2 separate regions of the Mus musculus genome follow, and region 2 is linked to region 1. Evidence: chromatin contacts called from public promoter capture Hi-C data. All regions are on one chromosome and are shown on one strand. Each heading gives the region's core, a stretch centred on a gene start, on an enhancer-like site or on the middle of the called end of the contact. The rest is flanking DNA. Distances are from core to core; before and after follow the strand shown. Region 1 overlaps Plxdc1 (plexin domain containing 1). Region 2 overlaps Fbxl20 (F-box and leucine-rich repeat protein 20).

Region 1 (4,627 bases), core at 266-2,765:
CCTACAGCCTGCTGGCCTGGCACACTGGAGGCAAACCACCCATCAGGGAGCAGTGGGCATGGGATGCACAGGGGCTCAGCCTCCCTACTGTTCTTCCTTCCAGCTGTGCCCAGGATCTTTTTCTTGGGACCTCAGTTCCTTTACCCCATGAAAAGGCCAGCATTTGTGACTCGGGGAGGTGTGGGTGTGGCAGACACTGTTATGGCAGCTTCTGCAGTGCCAGGTAGCATTTTACCAAACACAACCAGGGCCCCTAAGAGGAAAGGCACAGAGCCCCAGAAGAAGTAGCTGGCCTAGCCCCTTAGCTGTCTTCCAGTTACTGCCTGTAGAGTGTGAGAACCACCTGCAAGGCTTGGTAAAAAGGCCAGCTGGGCTGGGTGTGGTGGTGTAGGCTTTTAATCCTAGCATGTAGGAGACAGAGGTAGGCCGATAGCTATGATATTTAAAGTCATCCTGATTTACATTGTGAGTTCCGGGACAGCCAAGGCTTCGTAGTGAGACCCTGTCTCAAAGAAACAAAACAAAGCAAGCCAGGTCAGGGCTGGAGAGGTGAGTCAGCTGTTACTAACACTGGCTGCTCTTTCAGAGGGACACTGTTCAAATCTCAGCCCTCATAGTAGCTAACCAGCTGCAATTCCAGCTCCAAGGATCTATCGCCCTCTTCTGACCTCTGCAGGCACTGCATGCTCATGGTACACAGATAATACATGCAGGCAAAACACCCAGATATGTTAAAAAAAATTTTTTTTAAGATAAATCTTAAAAAACAAAACAAAACAAAACAAAAAAACATCTGGTCTTAGTGGCACATGCCTATAATTCCAGCACTTGAGAGGAAGGTCATCTTTAGTTGTGTAGTGACTCTGAGACCAGCAGACAACAAAATGTGATCCTGAGAGACAAAGATCCCAAAAGCATCATTTTGGAGTGCTTCATCTCATACATTTTTCTTTCTTTCTTCATCTCATACATTTTCTTCCTTCCCTCTTTCCTTCCTTTCTTTACTTTCTCTTTCTCTCTATTTCTTCCTTTTTAAGATTTTATTTATTTTATGTATATGAGTACACTGTTGCTGTCTTCAGACACATCAGAAAAAAAGGCATCGGACCCCATTACATATGGTTGTGAGCCACCAAGTCACAACTGGGAATTGAACTCAGGACCTCTAGAAGAGCAGTCAGTGCTCTTAACCACTGAGCCATCTCTCCAGCCCCATTTTTTTTTAAAAAAGGTTTATTTATATTTTATATGTAGAGTTTATGTGTACTTTCATGCAGTGCCTAAGGAAGCCAGGGGATGTCGTTGGATCACTTGTAACTAGAGTGACAGGTGGTTGTGAGCTACCATGTGGGTACTGGGAATTGAACCCATATCCTTTGCAAGATCAGCCAGTACCCCTATCTCATGCATTTTTAAAGCTGAGGCATGTTTTCTGAGCCTTAGGGTGATGCCTGAGGTGACCTCACATGGTCCCTGGGATCCTGGGGCTCCTGCCAGGTATGACTCAGCATCCAACCCATGCTGAGTCATAGGGAAAAAAAATTAAAGACGGCTCCTGCAGACAAAGCAGTCTCTCCCTTCACCACCAACCCCAGTTAGTGGCCACACCCAACTTAGAGACAAGGCAGTGTAATGAGACCCGGAGTTCCCTGGTGTAAAGATGCTGGCCAGGTGGGGGAGTTTGGGGGCTCTGCTGGTGGGTTGTACCTCTGTTAAAGCAGAGATGCTCTATCAGAGGGTACAAGGGAGCAGAAACTACTCATTTCAGGCCGACACCCACAGCACCGTGGGCTCACTCCAGCCCCTGCTTCCCCCAGCCAGCTCTCTAAGAGCCTCAGCTCCAAATGAGAGTTAATCCTAGGTTCCTGAAAAGCCAGAGGCATACCTGTGAGTCTCTTCTCCCTCTCTTCCATTCCCCCACTCAGGGCCTCCCTTCCCTGCTGTGAGAAGAACAATCTCACTGACCATGCAGGTACCTTGTTTGTATTCTACAATTGTCCCGTTGATTCACAGAGGAGTCCAAGGGTGGCTTCAGCCCTGCAGTTGCTTAGTACTTCTCACCTCACCGTAACATCATGAGGGTCCCTGGGAATGGGTCTGGTGCGGTGGCTGACATTCAAGAGGCACTCAGTAAGGCCCGTTCTCACTCCCTTCTCTGAGACAGTGTTGGCTAGCTCGAGGCTTAACATGTGGTGCGGTTGAACCCAAACTGAAAACTTGGGGTTGTGGTGGGTTTTGGTTTTTTGGTTTTTGATTTGTTTATGCATATGAATGTTTTGCCTGAATGTAAGTCTGTGCACCGTGTACATGCCTGGAACCCTTGGAGGCCAGAAGAGGACACTGGATCCCCTGGAACTGGAGTTACAGAAAGTTGTGATTTTCCATGTAGTTGCTGGGGACAGAACCTTGGTCAACTTGCTGTATACACCAGGAGGGCCTTGAACTGATTCTTGGCCATACACTGCTGCAACCGCTATGGAGACTCAGACTATTCTGTTTGTTTGTTTTTCAAGACAGGGTTTCTCTGTGTAGCCTTGGCTGTCCTGGAACTCACTCTGTAGCCCAGGCTGGCCTCAAACTCAGATCCACCTTCCTCTGTCTCCAGAGCGCTGGAATTAAAGGCGTGCGCCACCACTGCCAGACCCAACCCAGTCTTAGAGGAATCCGCCAACATCACCAAAGAAGCCTGAGTTCCAGTCTCCAAAGTCCTCTTTGTCCTCCATCCCCTAAATAGTGGGCTAGGATATCATGAAAGCAGGAGTGACTGACCCAGCTCAGCCCCTGTGGATGGCCTCGGGAAGCATTGCTTTGCCTTGCTGGAGTGTGGGCACATGGCAGATGCTGTGACTGAGTTAGCTTGCTGAGCATGCTCTCTCTGTGCTAGTGGCTTAGGATCTTACTCTTGGGTTGCAGATATGCCTGGGTTGTGTAGGGCTTAGTAGCTTCCTTTGGCACTAAGAAGGAAGAATGGAAACTTAAGCGGGATGATGCAAAGAACATCCTCTGTTTCGTGCTTGCACGCCACCCTCTCCCTAGGAAAGCCCTTGACATCTTCTGTCTGAACTGCAGCATCCTCTCCAGGGAGCCTCCTCAGTCTCGGTACCATCCTTGTTGCTGCCTCCTTGTGATTACATAGGGAGAGCTGGCTACATCAGCTGATGCCACCCTCCACCCAACCTCTGCTGCCAGGGGGGAGTCTCCTCAATAGTGGTGGGAAGCCCTTGAATGAGCAAGACTTTCTCCAAAAAAAAGCATAATCACAGACATCCCAGCCCTGCCCTAGGACAGAGTTGAGGGGACCCCGAGAGGTCCCAGGGTCCTATACGCACACAAACATGCTGGGCAGAGAAAGCCTTGATCAGAAGGAAGAACTAGAGGGCATGAGGGTCTGACTGCCAATCCCATAATCTCTCCTTCCCAGGGCACCTATGCAGGGGCCCCTTCTGGAGCCTAACCAGCCAGCCTGGAACTGAGCCCCTCCCACAGTATCCTCACAGAGCTGTGATCAGTAGAGGAGCAAAGCGGGGAGGATCCTACACTGAACCCCTCCCATCTCCTGTATCTGGTCCCTCTAGGTGTTCCAGTGGCTTTGACCGATACCGCCAAGAATGGCTGACCTACGGCTGTGCCCAGGAGGTGAGCTATGTGAATGGTCTGCTGTAGTCCCTGCTTGGAAGTTTGTCCTGCCAGAGGACTCTACCCCTGATAATGCTTCTCCTGGTGGCTTTGCCTTGTGACAGCTTCATCCTCACTTTCATCCCAAATATGTTTTCTGTTATGCTCTGAGTCGCTTTGTAACATTTTCTGAAGCCCATTGAGTCCTTGACACTAGTCCTGCTGGTGATGTGGCCTTGAACAGGCAGCCCTTGGTTACCACAGAGAAGAAGGGTTGCTGGGTCTGGCCTCAGCCACAGCTGACTCCTCTGGGCCACCATACTCCTTGTAATGTTAATGAAGCTCTCACCCTCCTGATTTTGAGGGCTATCATTCTGGGGAGGGGGGGGTTGTTCCATTCTTTTCCCACTTCCCCTCAGGTAGGACTTTCCTTTGAATCCAGGCTAGCTTCTACCTCACACATCTTCCTGGCTCTTCCTGCAAGTCGAGCACACTGTACCTACTGAGCACTTCACTGTGTGCTGTTCTGTACTCGCTCTTATTTAACATGGACCTAAAAACTGGGGACCCGGGCCCTCACTGACCAGAGGGGAAGCTGAGAGGCAGAGAAGTTCAAAGACTGGCCTGCCCTTTCTTTCACTTACTTAATGTATGCGTGCTCTGCTGCATATACAGCTGCAGGCCAGAAGAAGACATCAGATCTCTCTCTTTTTTTTTTTTTTGAGACAGGGTTTCTCTGTATAGCCCTGGCTGTCCTGGAACTCACTTTGTAGACCAGGCTGGCCTCGAACTCAGAAATCCGCCTGCCTCTGCCTCCCAAGTGCTGGGATTAAAGGCGTGCGCCACCACTGCCCGGCCAGATCTCTTTATAAGATGGTTGTAAGCTATCATGTGGTTGGTGGGAATTGAACTCAGGACCTCTGGAAAAGCAGCCAGTTTTCTTAACCGCTGAGCCATCTCTCCAGCCCCCTACACACTTTAAATAGATGACAAATATACACTAAGTAGATAA
Region 2 (4,736 bases), core at 1,814-4,313, 140 kb before region 1:
AGTTACATCCTTTTGCTCCGTTTGTCGTGTTATCTCCAATCTGCCCTGGTTTGCTGCTTACATATGTTTCTTCCTGTACCCTAACATTTTCCTCTCAGCTCCACAAAACATTCAACCACTCACTGTTTATAGCCCTGGAGACCAGGGACCTCTAAATGACTGCGTGGCGTGGCTCATTAGTTAGACAGGAGTGCCCTGGCTCTGCAGCAGTGAGAAGGGCCTTGCTGTCTGTCGCCATCTGGGTGTCCATAGGAAGGCTTGCTCCTTGTAAGGATCTTTTCTTACATATTTCTGACGACTGTTAATCTCTAACAAGTGCTGAGCCCGATTCCTGTGACCCATCCCTGCCACACTCCTACCTGACACACTGACACCTAGATCCTGTTGGCACGTCCCAAAATCTTTAGGCCAGCCAGCTCTTCCTCCCTGCTGTAACCCCAGAACTGACCCCAAGAACCAGGACAACCCCGAGGGGAATCTGGGAGAGGCTCGAGGTCACTTTTCCGTTGGTTTTATCCACTCTGGCCACCTCTGTTCTTCCTCCCAGGAACTCTTTGCGGTTACTGTTTCCTGGTGTTCAGCTTAGCCTTGCCCACCTTCCAGTGACCCTGAGGGCACAGACCTGAGTATCCCATGTGGCCTGTGCAGAGCTCAGAGCACTGTGAGGACCACCCCCTTCCGGTCAGGCCGCTCAGGGACAGATGGATGGGTACCTGGTGCTGTCTGCAGAACTCAGTCTCCAGTCCTGCACCCCCACTCCGCTGACTCCCTGAGGGGTAGCAGGGCAGTCACGGTGTGATCCCTGTGCCTAGCTGCTGGGCCTGACCTGGACTTCGCTGTATGGGGGCTGCTGCTTGCTTGTTTTCTCACCAGGCCTGTGCCAACACTTGGCCACTCCCCAGGCCCTGAACTGTTCCCCAGTGGGGACTTCACGCCACCTTTCACTAGCTAAGTGACTGTATGTACACCTCGTACTTCCAGCATCTGAGGATGTGGGGGTGAGGATTGTTTTCAATAAATAAAATCCAAGGAGGCAGTAGACGATTCTTTTTGCTTTAAAAATCTTTGGACTAAAGATATGTTTTTATATATATAAATATATAAAGTAAATTGTTATGTAACTATTATTGTTCCTGTATGTTCTAATTTTGTTTTATGATGTAATTAAAGGAAATCAGCTGTGAAGACTTTTCATTTCCCTGTGGAAACAGCCTGATGAGCTATGATTCCTAAATATGGGTCTTAGAACTGCAAAGGCTCTTGGGACTGAAGGGACTTTTGGGGTGACATCGATGCTTTTTAAATATTGTTTACTCTCTTCACTTAAATATCATCAGTTCACTTAATAACCTTAGTCAATACTCTGCTAATAACTATTACTTGATATCTCATCTCCGGGAGACGTCAAGAAACAAAGGGCCTAGCATAAATCCGAGCTGCCTTAACAAGGCTCACCCAGGGGCTGGAGAGAGACCTCATCGATGAGTTAAGAGCACTTGGACCCTTGCAAAGGACCAGGGATCCATTCCCAGCACCCACATGGTGGCTGACAACTGCCTGTAACTCCATTCCCAGGGGATCTGATGTCCTCTTCTGACCTCTGTGGCCGCCGTGCACACACCTTGTTATGGATGGGTTGTGAACCACATTTGGTTGCTAGAAACTAAGGTTCTGCAAAAACAGCGAGTGCTCATGACCCCCGAGCCATCTCTCCTGCTCCACCTACCCGCCCCAAGCTCCTGGACACAGCCTCACCTCGTAGTATTAGCGGTAGGTCTGCCTGTGTCCAATCTGCTTGTGTCTGGCTGAGTTCTGTCCCAGCACTGCTCCCTGCAGAATCCCTCAACCTGAGTCCCTAGCTTCCCTTTCCCTTGGCAAAGAAGGGTGAATTCAGGTGGAGCAAGTGCAGAGAGATGCATACAAATGCAGGAGGCAGAACGTCCAGGCTCAGACCAGTAGCATACACGACCCTTGTGGCTTCAGATAGCTGGCTCCACTCGCAGTATCTAATCCAGGTATGGGAATAGTAACGGCTCACAGCAAACACCACTGTGTTCCTTGCTTTTCTTGGCTTCATTCTGACGAAGATCCCAATATCCAGCCTGTAGTAAAGGTCTAAGGGACACACACAAGTTATTTATAGCAGGTTCTTGTCACTTTGGTAGAGATGCATTAAGAGTCAAACTTGCTCATGGCTTCAGGCACAGTGATGCATTCCTCTAATCCTAACACTTAGAAGGTGAGGTGCTTGGGATCCTGAGGCTACACAGAAAAACCCTGTCTCAAAAAAGTCGGGAGGGGGGGTGGGCGCTGGTGAGATGGCTTAGCGGTTAAGAGCGCTGCTGACGACGGTCCTGAGTTCAAGTCCCAGAAATCATGGTGGCTCACAACCATCCGTAATGAGATCCGATGTCCTCTTCTGGTATGACTGAAGAAACATACAGTATACTTACGTATAATAAATCTTTTTTAAAAAGTCAAGATTTCGGGGGCCGCTAGAGGGGTCACTCCACAGCTAAGAGCGCTTGCTGCTCTTACAGAGGATCTGGGTTCAGTTCCCAGCACCCACATCAAGTGGCTCAAACCACCTGTGGCTTTAGTTCCAGCAGATCTCTTGGCTCCTCACGGCCTCTGCTGATGATATGTGCTCACACAGGATAGGCAAATTTAGTCTTTAAAAAGCAGAACAGGTTCAAGGTCATCTTTGGCTATGTGACAAATTTGAGGTGAACCTGGGCAACATGACACCCTGTTTCAGACCAAAAATGGGGAACACGGAAAAAGGCAAATGAATTGTACCTGATTCAGTAGACAACCCCATTTTGAAAAAATGTTACCCTACAGTCTCAAGAAAAAAACCCTTGAGGCCTATGAAATCCTAAATCCCAGTTGACATCCCCACCCCACCCCACCCACCCCCACACAGAGACTTTCAAAGGCAATTTCTTGTTATGTATCCCAGGCGAGTCTCAGAAATGAAATCTTTATGACTCAGTCTGCTGACTGCCGGAATTACAGGTGTGTGACATCTATTCTTTATGCTGCATTAAATTGCAGATGAGGTCTGAATTAGTCATCTGTGGGCCATACAGCCCCTGGGAGGCAGCAGAGGTGTCTGCCTGGCTTATCCGATAACTCCGTCAATGTTAACTTTCTGAAGGAGACAGTGCCCCGGTTTTTAAGTAGGCAAGCTTCTCTTCTGTCAATCCAGCCTGGGCTTGCTCGTCTTCCAACCCATTTTCTCTAGCCAGAGCCCATTAGATGTAAGATTCAACAAGGGAGTCTGAGCAAAGAAACTGTCATAAGGAAACCCATTATTTTGAGCGCTAAAACAATGTTTTGGCAGATGATTGGTGAGATTTCTGAGGGGATGAAGGTGCCTGCTGCCAGTCCTGCCAACCTGAGTCCCATGGTAGGAGACAACCAACTCATACAGGTTTATCCTCTGACCTCCATACATGCCAGCATGGGTGCACCCAACCCACTAGTGTGTAGCTCAGTGGTAGAGCATCTCCAAGGCTGTGTTCAGTCTACAGAACTGCAAAGAAAAAACTCATAGGAGGATATATGTATGGCCTTAATATGGGGAAAGATTGCTCAAGGCTTGAAAACATTTTGAAAGACCCCTGAAGAGAGCAGACCCTCACTCAAGTCTCGGGATGACGTGACCCCCTAAGAACTCACGAGAGACCGACCTTGCTGCAATTGTACAAGGTTTATTGTCAGGAACCAGTGCGCTGGGTCGACTCGTATCGAACGCAGGGGTAGAGAAGTTCGACCCCGAGTAGCTGGGAAAGGGGGTATTTAAAGGAAAAAACCACAACCCAAGTGGGTAGGTAGGGCATTATTGGAAAATGCTGAAAATACCAGTGAAAAGTGACAAGGGGGTACTAAAAATCACAAGGGGAAACTCCCTGCTTCTCAGGATTGTTCTCAGGATTTTAATCTAACTTTTGTGGTCGGCCGGTTCCTGGAACAGGGTCACTGAACGGGCTAACCTACATTCTTGGTTCTCGGGGGTCTGAATTTTTCCTGGTCTTTCAATTTAACAACTTCGGTTTCATTAAAGGCAGGTGTTGATGGTATGTCATTGGTTACATGTGCAGAGCCTGGGTCTGATGCCTAGGCCTGTCTTTTGTCTCAGCACTGGGGAACAGCTATGTGAGTCCCCAGATCTCTAGAGCTAGCTTTAAGTTGACCCAAGAGATCTGAATGTTGAGTTGTAGCCGTCTTTGCTACTTTGTGGGTTCTTTTTCCCATCCTTTATACCCCCAGTTTCAACTTCTATCACTAGAGAGAAGGATAGAGAGGAAAAAGAGAGATCTCTGAATCTAATATTTGTTTCCTCTTTGCTTATAACTAGTCTTTGCTCGTTTGTAGGTTCTCCCCCTCCCCCACCATTTCACCCCCATCACTACATAGGAGGAAAAGGATAGATGGGTGGGAGGAGAGATCTGAATCTAATTTCTTCTTTTTTCTTTGAGCACTACTAACAGTTCAACCTACTCCCTCCCAACAGCCACCAACCCCACCTTATCGGGGTTCTAGCACTTACAAATCCTCTGAAAAATTCCCAGGATGTCAAATATCACACCATTGCAGAAATGATCTACACCTGGCAAAACTACACCTCTGCCAGGAGCAAATCATAGCCAGCTGCCGTGAAGCTGTGCCACCTCCCCACACCTGGGATTAAACCAAGAGCATAGTCTCATCATATTTATTTCATCAAATAA

Evidence for each region. Promoter capture Hi-C pulls out the DNA fragments that hold promoters and counts their contacts.
Region 2: a contact with region 1 is called in a promoter capture Hi-C map of trophoblast stem cells, with 6 times the contacts expected there. The contact joins two enhancer-like sites. A contact is called at or near these places in 15 of 39 promoter capture datasets (the C10 cell line, the HPC-7 cell line, cranial neural crest and 9 more), 3 of 15 datasets of contacts at CTCF or cohesin (large pre-B cells, pro-B cells and stem cell-derived epiblast-like cells), 24 of 484 Hi-C or Micro-C datasets (B cells, CD4 T cells, CD8 T cells and 15 more), 4 of 115 datasets of contacts at active chromatin or transcription factors (embryonic basal ganglia, embryonic stem cells, large pre-B cells and 1 more) and 1 of 9 other capture datasets (adipose tissue).

What each region holds. Positions count from the first base shown.
Region 1 is chr11:97,932,984-97,937,610 of GRCm38.p6, reverse strand. Plxdc1 (plexin domain containing 1) reads left to right here. Exons shown (of 14, transcript NM_028199.3): 10 at 3,576-3,636. Among named protein-coding and RNA genes, the nearest start is that of Fbxo47, 51 kb to the right of the region's middle. Within about 2 kb of position 1,515, at least 43 of the 459 cell types and tissues checked have an H3K27ac peak or open chromatin away from gene starts, as enhancers often do. A contact at or near this core is called in trophoblast stem cells, where this site is marked.
Region 2 is chr11:98,079,003-98,083,738 of GRCm38.p6, reverse strand. Fbxl20 (F-box and leucine-rich repeat protein 20) reads left to right here. Exons shown (of 15, transcript NM_028149.1): 15 at 1-1,185. Among named protein-coding and RNA genes, the nearest start is that of Stac2, 28 kb to the right of the region's middle. Within about 2 kb of position 3,063, at least 4 of the 459 cell types and tissues checked have an H3K27ac peak or open chromatin away from gene starts, as enhancers often do. A contact at or near this core is called in trophoblast stem cells, where this site is marked.